Regions from separate parts of the Sus scrofa genome. Here region 1 is linked to region 2. Evidence: chromatin contacts called from public HiChIP or PLAC-seq data. All regions are on one chromosome and are shown on one strand. Each heading gives the region's core, a stretch centred on a gene start, on an enhancer-like site or on the middle of the called end of the contact. The rest is flanking DNA. Distances are from core to core; before and after follow the strand shown. Region 1 holds the start of LOC100517502 (small EDRK-rich factor 1). Region 2 holds the start of MRPS36 (28S ribosomal protein S36, mitochondrial).

Region 1 (5,523 bases), core at 1,475-3,974, 410 kb before region 2:
GTGCCTTCCATATGCCACAGGTGCTGCCCTAAGGGGGAAAAAAAAAAGTTGAGCGTGTCTGCCAGAGATAACTAGAGACTTAAAATTACTATGACACTCTTAAGACTTTACAAACTTGGATGTGTATCAAAAATCTTATGATTTTATATATTTAATAGTAAAATTAAATCTGACTCTGTTTCCATCCCTTTACAAACAGGAGATTTAATCTCAGTTATTACTTACTTTTTTACCTGCAGAACTGGGACTGCCATAGACTCTTGGGTAAGAAAGGCCAGTGCCTTCTGTTTATACCAGAATATGCTGTACAGAGCTGTTTGGTTCTGGCAGTAACTCTAATATTCCTGAGATATTTTTGGCAGGAATTATTTTTGTCAAGTTCTTGAGCTTCTTTAGGTGTGTTTGAAGTCGCTGTTCAGAGTGCCGGAGGGAGCCTACAGTATAGCCTTCTCTTCTCTATGCTTTCACTCTTGCCTTCCTATTCTCAAAAACATCTAAAATTGTCTCTCTTTCTAGATGACCTAGCAATCTTTTCAATCAGTTCAAGGTTTTATTCCCCAGGCATTTTGTTATTAATGTAACAGGTGTTCTTGTAGAATTTTCTTCTCCTTCCAAAAAGGAAGTCAGGCTTCTGTTTTCCATGAGTCAGGGGACTTGTATTGCAGGTTCAAACACTGGCCCATAATCCATAGAGCCAGTTTCATCTCCAGACATTTTCCTTCTAATTTTAGAGGAGTTCCTGTACTACCCTACATAATGTAAGCCAACCTCTCATTAATTTCTGTCATATTACCCTCTAAATTTGTGTCATTGTATTTAAAAATTCTTATATTGTCTTGTTCATTTGTTGAATCTTCCTCTTCTCTTCAGAATGCCTTGTTTATTGCCCTACTGCTCCTTCCTGAAGCAGATTAAAAATGCTCGCATTAACTTATAAAGTCTCAACTATAATAATTTTTTTTTCTTTTTAGGGCCTCATTTACAGCATATGGAGGTTCCTGGCTAGGGGTCGAATTGGACCTACAGCTGCTGGCCTACACTACAGTCACAGCAAGGAGGGATCCAAGCTGTGTCTGCAGCCTACACCACAGCTCATGGCAACACTGAATCCTTAACCCACTGAGTGAGGCCAGGGATTGAACCCGCAACCTCATGGTTCCTAGGCAAATTCGTTTCCGCTGCACCACAATGGGAACTCCTAACTATAGTAATTTTTGAGCAGGTATTACAGCCACATTAAAAAGTACAGGAGTTCCCATCATGGCTCAGAGGTTAGCAACCCAACTAGCATCCATGAGGATGCCGGGTTCAGGGTCAGAGGTCACAGATGCCACTCGGATTCCAAGTCACTGTGGCCAGGGCGTAGGCCAGAACCTGTATCTCTGATTGGACCCCTAGCCTGGGAACCGCCATAAAAAAAAAAAAAAAAAAAGTACACAAGGAAGGAGTTCCTGTTATGGCACAGCAGAAAAGAATCCGACTGGTATCCATGAGGACGAGGGTTTGATCCCTGGCCTCGCTCAGTGGGTTAAGGATCGGCATTGCCGTGAGATGTGGTGTAGGTTGCAGACGCAGCTCAGATCCTGTGTTGCTGTGGCTCTGGCCTAGGCAGGCAGCTACAGCTCTGATTCAACCCCTAGCCTGGGAACTTTCATAAGACAAAAAATAAAAAATGAAAAAAATAATAACCAACAAATTAAAAGCCTTACAAAATAGGATAATTTTAGGGTGTCCAGACTAACTCTACCCATTTTTCAGTTTGTAACAATTAACAGAATAGATGAAGATAATAAATACCAAGCATCTTTACATGTCTGCATCTAGCCATGACAGATGCTCCACCGCTTTTCAGTAGGTTTAAGGTAATTCTAGGCTATTCTGAATTCCTGGTAATACTACATTCCCTTCCATTCTTTCCCCATCACACAACCCAAGCACAGAGCCACGGAACTCCCAAAGTACTGTCCACCCTGACAAAGCATTGGGATAAAATAGGAAATGAACAGACTTGAGAGAGTCTGTTTTCAACTTGAATCTCACTTCTGCCTCACTGCACTGCTCCCTGCCTAGTAGATCTGTCGCTTCTGGTCTCAGTCTCAGTTGCTTCTTCCAAAAAAACGAGAACAATTAAGACCACCTTGCAAGCTTGATGGGTGAATAAAGAAGTAAGGGGCCAATACCACCTTTCGCAGAGCTAACATTCAATCTATCTATTCTGTCCCCTTCCTCTCTTTCTCCCCTCTGAAACGTGATGAAAGATCGCCCAGGACATATGGAAGTTCTTGGACCAGCGGCAAATTTGAGCCGCAGTCGAGACCTATGCCACATTTGTTTCCAGATTCTTAACCCACTGCTGCGGAATAGAGGATCCAACCCCTTCCGCTGCAGACACAACACGGGCTCCTTAACCCGCTACGCCACAGCGGGAACTCCTAGATATTCTAACTTTTAATGTCGCTACCCCAAAAATGGGGGCTGGTCAAGCCCCAGTTCGCTGTACGCAGAGAGGAAAGTCCACACACGCCTATCCCTCTCTCAGACACAGGCCCGCTTTCTGAACTCTACCAAACTTGCACGGCGGAACGACCCTGGCAGCACACTACTCTCCGCTGCGGCGGATCCGCGGCCCGCGCCAGGGACCGCACCGCCCCGCACCCACGCACCGCACCCCCGCCCCGCCGCCAGCGGCCGCGCAGGCGCAGTCCCTCTCCGGCCAAGCCGGCTGCTGTCTGGGCTTGGTGGGCGGGGCGGTCGACCTCTCTCAGGAGTATCCCGCCGCCGCGGGCTCTGTCTCTCAGATCTACCAGTGGGCACGGCTGCTGAGCGTGCGAAGTCGTTGTTTTTCTAAGTAGCTCTCTTCCAAGCTCAGTGGTCAGCATGGCCCGTGAGTGTGCAGACCGGTAGAGGAAGCCGCAGGGAGCGTCGGGCTAGGAAGTCTAGCGCAGAGGCCCAGCGGGCGGGAGGCGGGGGCCGGCTGGTGAAACCCGTTCTGTCCGGCGCAGTGGGGACCCGGTTTGCAGTGAGATGGGAGAGAGGGAAGGTTGGCTCCGGTCCAGCCTGAAAGGTCGGACAGGTATCTGCCCCTCCGATACAAGTTTACACAGCAAGGAGCACCTCCCTGGAGATGGCAGCCCTGGGAGGGGTCTTATTTTGGAGGTGACTTATAGCTGGTGCTTAATACTTAAAAAGTCGAGAGGCCTAATGAGGACCAGGAATTCTGAGTCTCTTCCCTCGTTCTTTTGTTTGGCCCTTGCAGGTAATGTTTTAGTAGCATCTGTCTTCGCTTGCTTAACAATTGAATTATCGTGGGCCAACTTGTGTGAGATGTGGTCTGTGATGTATCTTTCACTCTCCACCCACACTTCTCAAAAGCCAGAACTTATTTTGAAATACTGGCCCATATAGACAGACAACTGGAATGCCTGTTTGAAGAGATCTGGTATTTATAGGTAGTGAACACCTTAACTAGTATAATAATATTCTTAAGACCTTAAGTGTTTACCTCTTAGCTTCCTCCTTGTCGTCAGATCCAGGAACACCATTCAAGGCCATTCTTTGCTGGCTTACCACTTAAAAAGCAAACTTCAGATGCATTTAAATAAAGGCCTTAGAATGGAATTATTAATTTTGTAGATGGGAAAATAGCATGACTGTCTTCCTAGGTGGAAATCAACGAGAACTTGCCCGCCAGAAAAACATGAAGAAATCGCAGGAAATTACTAAGGGAAAAAGAAAAGAGGATAGCTTGACTACTTCTCAGAGAAAACAGAGGTAAGTGATACTAAAGGAATTCTCAAGTCACGGAAGTTTTCATATTGGAGAATGGAAAGCATTTTTTATTTTTTAAATCCTTAGTAGAATTAGGCCTAATCTGCAGAAGAGGGCAACAGCTCAGTATATGTTGTGCACCAGGCATGCTAACACTGTATTATGGGGCAGTCATTATTCCAACTCATGGATGAAGAATTTAAAGCTCTCAAACTGCAATTTGTTTTGCAGAAAGTCTTATGCAACTTTACCATAACCATGTGAATTTCATTTAGCTTCCATTGTTGGGTGCTAAGGATAAACATTATCTTTTTCTTTTTCTTTTTCCTTTTTTTTTTTTTTTTGTGCCTCACCCACGGCATATGGAGGTTCCCAGGCTAGGGGTTGAATCAGAGCTGCAGCTGCCAACCTACACCACAGCTCAGGGCAAGGAGGGATCCTTAACCACTGAGCAAGGTCAGGGATCTAATCCATGTCCTCACAGATATGAGGCAGTTTCGTTAACTGCTGAGCCACAACAGGAACTCCTAGGACAAACATTTTCAAAGCAGACATCCTACCCACTAGTCTGAATGACAGGTCACCAATTATATGGATAACTGTTCTGAAAGAGACACAGCATATATAGCTGTACTGATGTCTGAAGATCCATTGAATTGGAGAGAATGCAGGTGCACAGGTGTCAATGCAGGTGCTTTGACATATATGACTCTAAGTGACAAATAATATAAAACTGCTACAGAAATACTTTGAGACTGCCACTTAAGCTCAAGGAAAAGGATTCATGTTTCTAAAAAAAGTCAAATTTAATTTTATTCTAAAATTTTGTTGTCCATGTGGAACTTGGAGGTTAGGCGAATAATTGACTACACAGGCTTCAGTATGTCTTCTCTGTGGTCCTCAAGCCTGGCTGCACATTAGAATCACCTGAGAAACCTTCACTTCTGCTCAGGCCTGTGCCCTACACCTGGTCCTGATTTAAACTGGTCTGGGGTTGGGCATTAAAAACTGCTCTAGTCTATAGCCGTGCCACCTTGAACGTGTGCCATCACGTCTGATCTCGGAAGATAAGCAGGGTCAAGCCTGGTTAGCACTTGAATGGGAGACCGTCTGGGCATACCGGGTGCTGTAGGCTTAAGTGGGTTGGGGATCTGCTGTTGCCGTGAGCTGTGGTGTAGGTTGCAGATGCGGCTTGGATCTGGTGTTGCTGTGGCTGTGGCGTAGGCCGGCAACAGCAGCTCCAATTAGACCGCTAGCCTGGGATCTTCATATGCCATGGGTGTGGCCCTAAAAAGACAAAAAGACCAAAAAATAAAGATAAATAAATTTGGGAGTTCCCGTCGTGGCACAGTGGTTAATGAATCCGACTAGGAACCATGAGGTTTCGGGTTCGGTCCCTGCCCTTGCTCAGTGGGTTAAGGATCCGGCATTGCTGTGGCTGTGGTGTAGGCCAGCAGCCTGAATAGACCCCTAACCTGGGAACCTCCATATGCCATGGGTGTGGCCCTAGAAAAAACAAAAAGACAAAAAAAAATAGATTAAAAACTGCTCTAGGTAAATTTTATTGTACTTAAGTTAAACCTGACATTAAAAGCTCCCCATGTGATTCTGATGTGCACTCTGAGTTTAATGAGGTTCAAGGTTTTTACCATTTTCTTTGCATAAGTGTCTTACTGATACATTAGAGCTACTCATCTTGCATTAAAATCTAATACTAAATGTATGCAATAACAGCACAGGAAAGAGCCTGGACTT
Region 2 (5,460 bases), core at 33-2,532:
GGTCCCTAAGGCAAAAAGGCAAAAAAAAAAAAAAAAATTGGGCTATATGCCATGGGAATATGTGATTATCTATTATGGATACTAGTCTCTTGTCAGATGGTCTCCTGTCCTCCCAGCGTCTTTAATTAGCAAGTGCTCAATAACTACCCATTCAACGACTAAGTGAGGACCATTCAATGCAAAGAGGCTAAGGATTGGGATGCAGGATTACCCTTCAGAGTGAAATAACTTTAAGAGTCTTTTAAGGCAAGTATTTTTGCAAAGAGAAATGAACTTCTCATATCAAAGTTAAAAGTTAATCATACACTAATACACTTTTAAGAGTTGAAAAAGATCACGTAAAGAAACCGCAGAAGTGGAGGCTGTGGTCCTTTATATGCCAATTTTACCCTTCCTATTTAAACTAGAGACCACAGCTGGAGAAGCAAATACAAAAGCTATCAGGAGTCAGTAACTGATGTGTGGAGTAACTATAAAGTTCCTCTAGCACCAATCTAAACTCAGGGGTAAAAAAGCTTAGGAAACCAACACTAAGGCATATATTAAAAGATAAATATATACATTTTTTTACAGCCCCCCCCCCATTCCGGCCTGTAACCAGACGATAGGACTGCCGGGGGCACTGGTGGGGGGAGATACCGCCCCGGGCAAGGACACAGCAGGTGGGGCCAGTTCCCCGGCCATTCCCAAGACCTTGAAGGGACACTGGGTCAGATGCCAGCTTCGCTTCCTTTCAGTCACCGCTACCGCCCTCCTTCCGATTGGCTGATCTGCTACAACACGGATAACACTAGTCGCCGATTGGCCACGCTATTGCCAAGGCAGCCAAGGCTGCAGACTCCTAAGAGGCTAACGAGGTCCTAGTGGAGTGCAGTCTAGGGACTTTGGAGCAGCGACGGGCCTACCTGGGAAGATGCACTCTCGCGGCCTGACTCGATTCTCGGCTCCAGTGCCCGGCTCAATGCCCGACCCAACGAGCTCAAGGTCCAATTCTCACACACACCCCAGGGGCGCCGCTGCAGGCCCTATCTAGGGCCGTGGTCACGGCGCAGATTCCGCCACCGCCTTTCCTCCTCAGCGCCGTTGCTATCCTCAGCACCACCCCTACCGCCCATGGCGCGGAAAAGCGACCGAATCGCCTTACCTGAACGACCCTGCTGGCAGACGCCATCTTACTGCCCATCATGACCCCCGAGGAGGGGCAGCTTCCGGAGCACTAGCTAGCAGCGGCTATATCAGGAGTCCTGGGCGGCTGGGGGCGGGCCCTGCAAGTGACGTCACTGAGGAGGAGCGGGCGCTCGAGCCGGACCCGCCTCCACGTTGGAGCTAGCTCCACCCCTTTGTGCCTGCCCCCGCCCTTCCTCCTTCCCGCGTAGAAACTGATCCACGTGTTTTCCATTGTTTCGTTTTGCCGCTGGAGGTTTGCGGTGTTGGATATATTTTGCTCATCAGCCAGTGAGTGATTTAGGAACAGTTCCTCTGCGGATAGCCAGTTTCCAATTTCAGTATAGTCCAAAATTTAATCTGAAACCAAGTAAGTAATATAAATTCTTGTGGCTTCCTAAAATGAACAATCTTGGGAGTTCCCGTCGTGGTTAACGAATCCAACTAAGAACCATGAGGTTTCAGGTTCGATTCCTGGCCTTGCTTAGTGGGTTAAGGATCCGGCGTTGCCGTGGCGCTGGCGTAGGCTGGCGTAGGTCCCTAGCCTGGGATAGGAGAGGCCCTAAAAAGGTAAAAAGACAAAAAAATAAAAATAAAATAAAATGAACAATCTTGTTAAAATTTAGGAATAAGTAGCAAGCTCAGAAAGAGTGGTCAGTTCCAGGTCTGTAGTAGGCCACCTCTTATTCCTTTGCTTATTAGCATTGCCTGATTTGGTATTCTGCTTGCTTTCTCTACCGTTAGTTCTGATATTAAACTGCTGCTTGCTTCAAATTTAAGAAAATTCAAAAGTTCAAGTTTTTCTTTTTGAAGCATGAGCCATCCATATCATTCCCCCAAGTTATATTAAATTGTAAGGTAAATATTAGTACTTACAATGTTAAAAAATTAACACGCAATATGTTGCAACCACTTAACCTTGTAGCTAATGTAAACTTACATTATTGTAAATAGAGTGACAAATTTGTTTAATGATCTAGATTAGTGGTTTCTAAATCTAGAAGTTACTGAGCCTAAATATGGGTCCTTCTGATTCAGTATGTCTATGGAGGAGAGCAGAAATCTTTTTTTCTTTCTATGCTGCACCCAAAGCATGAGGAGGTTCCTGTGTCAATGATCAAATCCAAGCAGCCTCTGTGACCTATGCCACAACTGCAGCAACGCCAGATCCTTAACTGCCTGTGCCACAGCAGAGAGCTCCCAGAAATCTATTTTTAAAAAAGCTTTCAAGCGTTCTCTTGTGGCACAGGTTAAGGATTCAGGTGTTGTTACTGCTGCAGCTTGGGTCAATGCTGTGGCATGCGTTCGATCTCTGGCCCAAGGAACTGCCACATGCTTTGGGCTTATCCAAAAAAAAAAAAAACTTTCAAAGCTTGTTTTAGGAGTACATATTCTAAAACCAGATAGTTGTGGCTTAGCGGTGAGTTGTGGTGTAGGTTGCAGACTCCACTGGGATCCTGCATTGCTGTGGTGTAGGCTGGCAGCTGCAGCTCTAATTCATATGCGAAGGGTGTGACCCTAAAAAAGACAAAAAAAAGAAAAAGAATCCAACATGGTATCTGAGAGGATTCGGCTTTGATCTCTGTCCTTGCTCAGTGGGTTAAGGATCCAGCATTGCTGTGAGCTGTGGCATAGGTCACTGATGCAGCCTGCATCCTGCATTACTGTGTCTGTGGCAAGGATGGCAGCTGCAGCTCCAGTTCAGCCCCTAGCCTGGGAACTTTCATATGTCACAGATGTGGCCATAAAAAGCAAAAAATAAAATCAGATTGATAAAGTGGCTAAATGGGCAAAGCACATGAACAGGCAGATTACAGAGAAGAAATACAGGAGTTCCCTGGTAGCTCAGCGGGTTAAGGACCCAGCATTGTCACTGCCGTGGCACAGGCAGTTAAGGATCTGGCCTGGGAACTTCCATGTGCCATGGGTACAGCCAACCTCCCCCCAAAAAAATACAGAAAAGAAATACAAATTGCCCCTTAAAATATTAAAATATTTTATATTTTAAAATATATTTTATAATATTAAAATATCAGGAGTTCCCGTCCTGGCTCAGTGGTTAACGAATCCAACTAGGAACCATGAGGTTGCGGGTTCAATCCCTGGCCTTGCTCAGTGGGTTAAGGATCCGGCGTTGCCGTGAGCTGTGGTGTAAGTCATAGACACGGCTCTGATCCCGCGTTGCTGTGGCTGTGGTGTAGGCCAGCGGCTACAGATCCAATTCGACCCCTAGCCTGGGAACCTCCATATGCCACAGGATCGGCCCTAGAAAAAGCAAAAAATAAAATAAAATAAAAATAAAATATTCAAACTCCCTCATTCTATGAAAAATTTATACTACACCAAAACACTATTTTCAATCTCTCAAATTTGCTAACAGATTAACTTTGAACAATATGATCTGGGTAGGCTATAGGTAAAGTGACACTAATGTACTTCATTGGTGGTAATTTATATTTTGGAGTTCTCTTGTGTCACAGCAGGTTAAGGATCTGGCATCATCACCATAGCAGCTTGGGTCATTGCTGTGGTGTGGTTTGATCCCTAGCCCAGGAGCTTCCATCTACCTCATGCACAGCCAAAAAATAAAAAATAAAAATTTTTATTTTAAGTCAGGGCAAGAAAAAATTAAACATAAAATTCTCTCCGTGTGTGTATTGGGGCCTCCTCCCTCCAGAATGTACAGTGTGCATGTACATTACACATTAACCAGAGCGCCTCAAAGACGAAAGTGCCTGCTCAACTGGAAAGATCAATTTTTTTTTTTCCTTTCTTCTGAAGCCAGCAGTGTAACTTCTTAAACAATAGTGTTCTGTCCCAGTTCTCTAGGGGGTCATGGTGACTTGCTGTCCCTGCTTACCTGGACTGTGTATTCTTAATGAACTTTATGTAAAATATCAGTGTCATTTTGATGTATGATCTTTTGTCTCAAAAATGTGTATGACTGTGCCTTTGACTTCTAACAGGTGGAACGGTTCTCAGAGCTGAGAATCTGCTCTCCCAGTTATAATCATCAGTTTGGCTTGAATAAAAATTTTTTCCCCTCTTAACTTGATAATTGACTTTTTGTCAATCATGGGAGTAAATCATGGTGCTCGAAAAAGGTACTTACTGAATTACTCCAACTGTATCATATTCTGGAAGGGGCAAAACTATAGAGACACCGTGGTTGCCAGGGGTTGGAAGGAGGGGGGGACAAATAGGCAGAGCATGGGGTTTTTTAGGACAATGACACGATGCTGTATGATACTACAGTGGTGGGTATATGTCATTATACATTGGTCAAAACCCATAGAATATACAATTTTGGGGTGGTAGTGACATGTTACTGTGGGTTCCGTTGTAACCAATGTATTACTCTAGTAGGGGATGGTGATAATGGGGGTGGCTGTACGTGTGTGGGGGCAGTATGTATATGGGACCTCTGTGTACTCTCTGCTCAATTTTGCAGTGAGCCTAAAACTGCTCTAAAAGATAAAGTCTACTAAAATCCTTTCTAAGTCACCATTGCTGAAACCAGATAAACTAATGTGTTCCTAAAGTTCAAAAGTGGTAAAGTTTTTTTCTTCCCCCCTGGCCTCACCTGTGGCTTGTGGAAATTCCTAGGCCAGGGATCGAACCCTCTCCACAGCAGTGGTCCAAGCTGCTGCAATGACAACACTGGATCCTTAACTCTGTGCCACAAGAGAGCTCCCCAAAAGTGGTGACTATAGTTGATGACATTGTATTGTGTAACTGAAATTTACTAAAAGTAGAACTTATATGTTCTCACCAAAAAAACAACAAATAAGGTAAATATCTGAGGTGATGGATGTGTTAACTAGATTGTGGGAATCCTTTCACAGTGTATTCGGATCATCATTCTGTAACCTTTAAATATTACACAATTTTATTTGTCAATGACTTCAATAAAGTTGGGGATGGGGAGCTCAAAAAGCAGCTTAGATTCCTAGTACCCAGACATTTTTTTCTTTTTAAAATAATAACTAAAATTTATTGAGTACTTTGTGACAAACAGTTTTCTTTCTTTTTTTTCTTTTCATGGCCTCACCTGTGGCAAGTGGCAGTTCCCAAGCTAGTAGAATCAGAGATGCAGCTGCGAGCCTATGCCACTGCCATTTTTTTTTTTTTTTTTTTTTTTTTTTTTGGTCTTTTGGCTATTTCTTGGGCTGCTCCCCCTGGCATATGGAGGTTCCCAGGCTAGGGGTCTAATCGGAGCTGTAGCTGCCGGCCTGCACCACAGCCACAGCAACTCAGAATCCGAGCCACGTCTGCAACCTACACCACAGCTCACGG

The links. HiChIP or PLAC-seq counts read pairs in DNA pulled down with a chosen protein or histone mark.
Region 1: a contact with region 2 is called in an H3K27ac HiChIP or PLAC-seq map of alveolar macrophages. The contact joins the promoter of LOC100517502 here to the promoter of MRPS36 in region 2. A contact is called at or near these places in 1 of 5 promoter capture datasets (liver), 2 of 47 Hi-C or Micro-C datasets (heart right ventricle and skeletal muscle) and 2 of 2 datasets of contacts at active chromatin or transcription factors (alveolar macrophages and skeletal muscle).

What each region holds. Positions count from the first base shown.
Region 1 is chr16:47,794,780-47,800,302 of Sscrofa11.1, reverse strand. It overlaps LOC100517502 (small EDRK-rich factor 1), which reads left to right and starts at 2,724. Exons shown (of 3, transcript XM_003134027.5): 1 at 2,724-2,884; 2 at 3,663-3,771. The coding sequence starts at 2,878.
Region 2 is chr16:47,382,234-47,387,693 of Sscrofa11.1, reverse strand. It overlaps MRPS36 (28S ribosomal protein S36, mitochondrial), which reads right to left and starts at 1,282. Exons shown (of 4, transcript XM_003134022.5): 1 at 1,145-1,282. The coding sequence starts at 1,186. LOC102160395 (a long non-coding RNA gene) reads left to right here and starts at 1,348. Exons shown (of 4, transcript XR_308458.3): 1 at 1,348-1,534.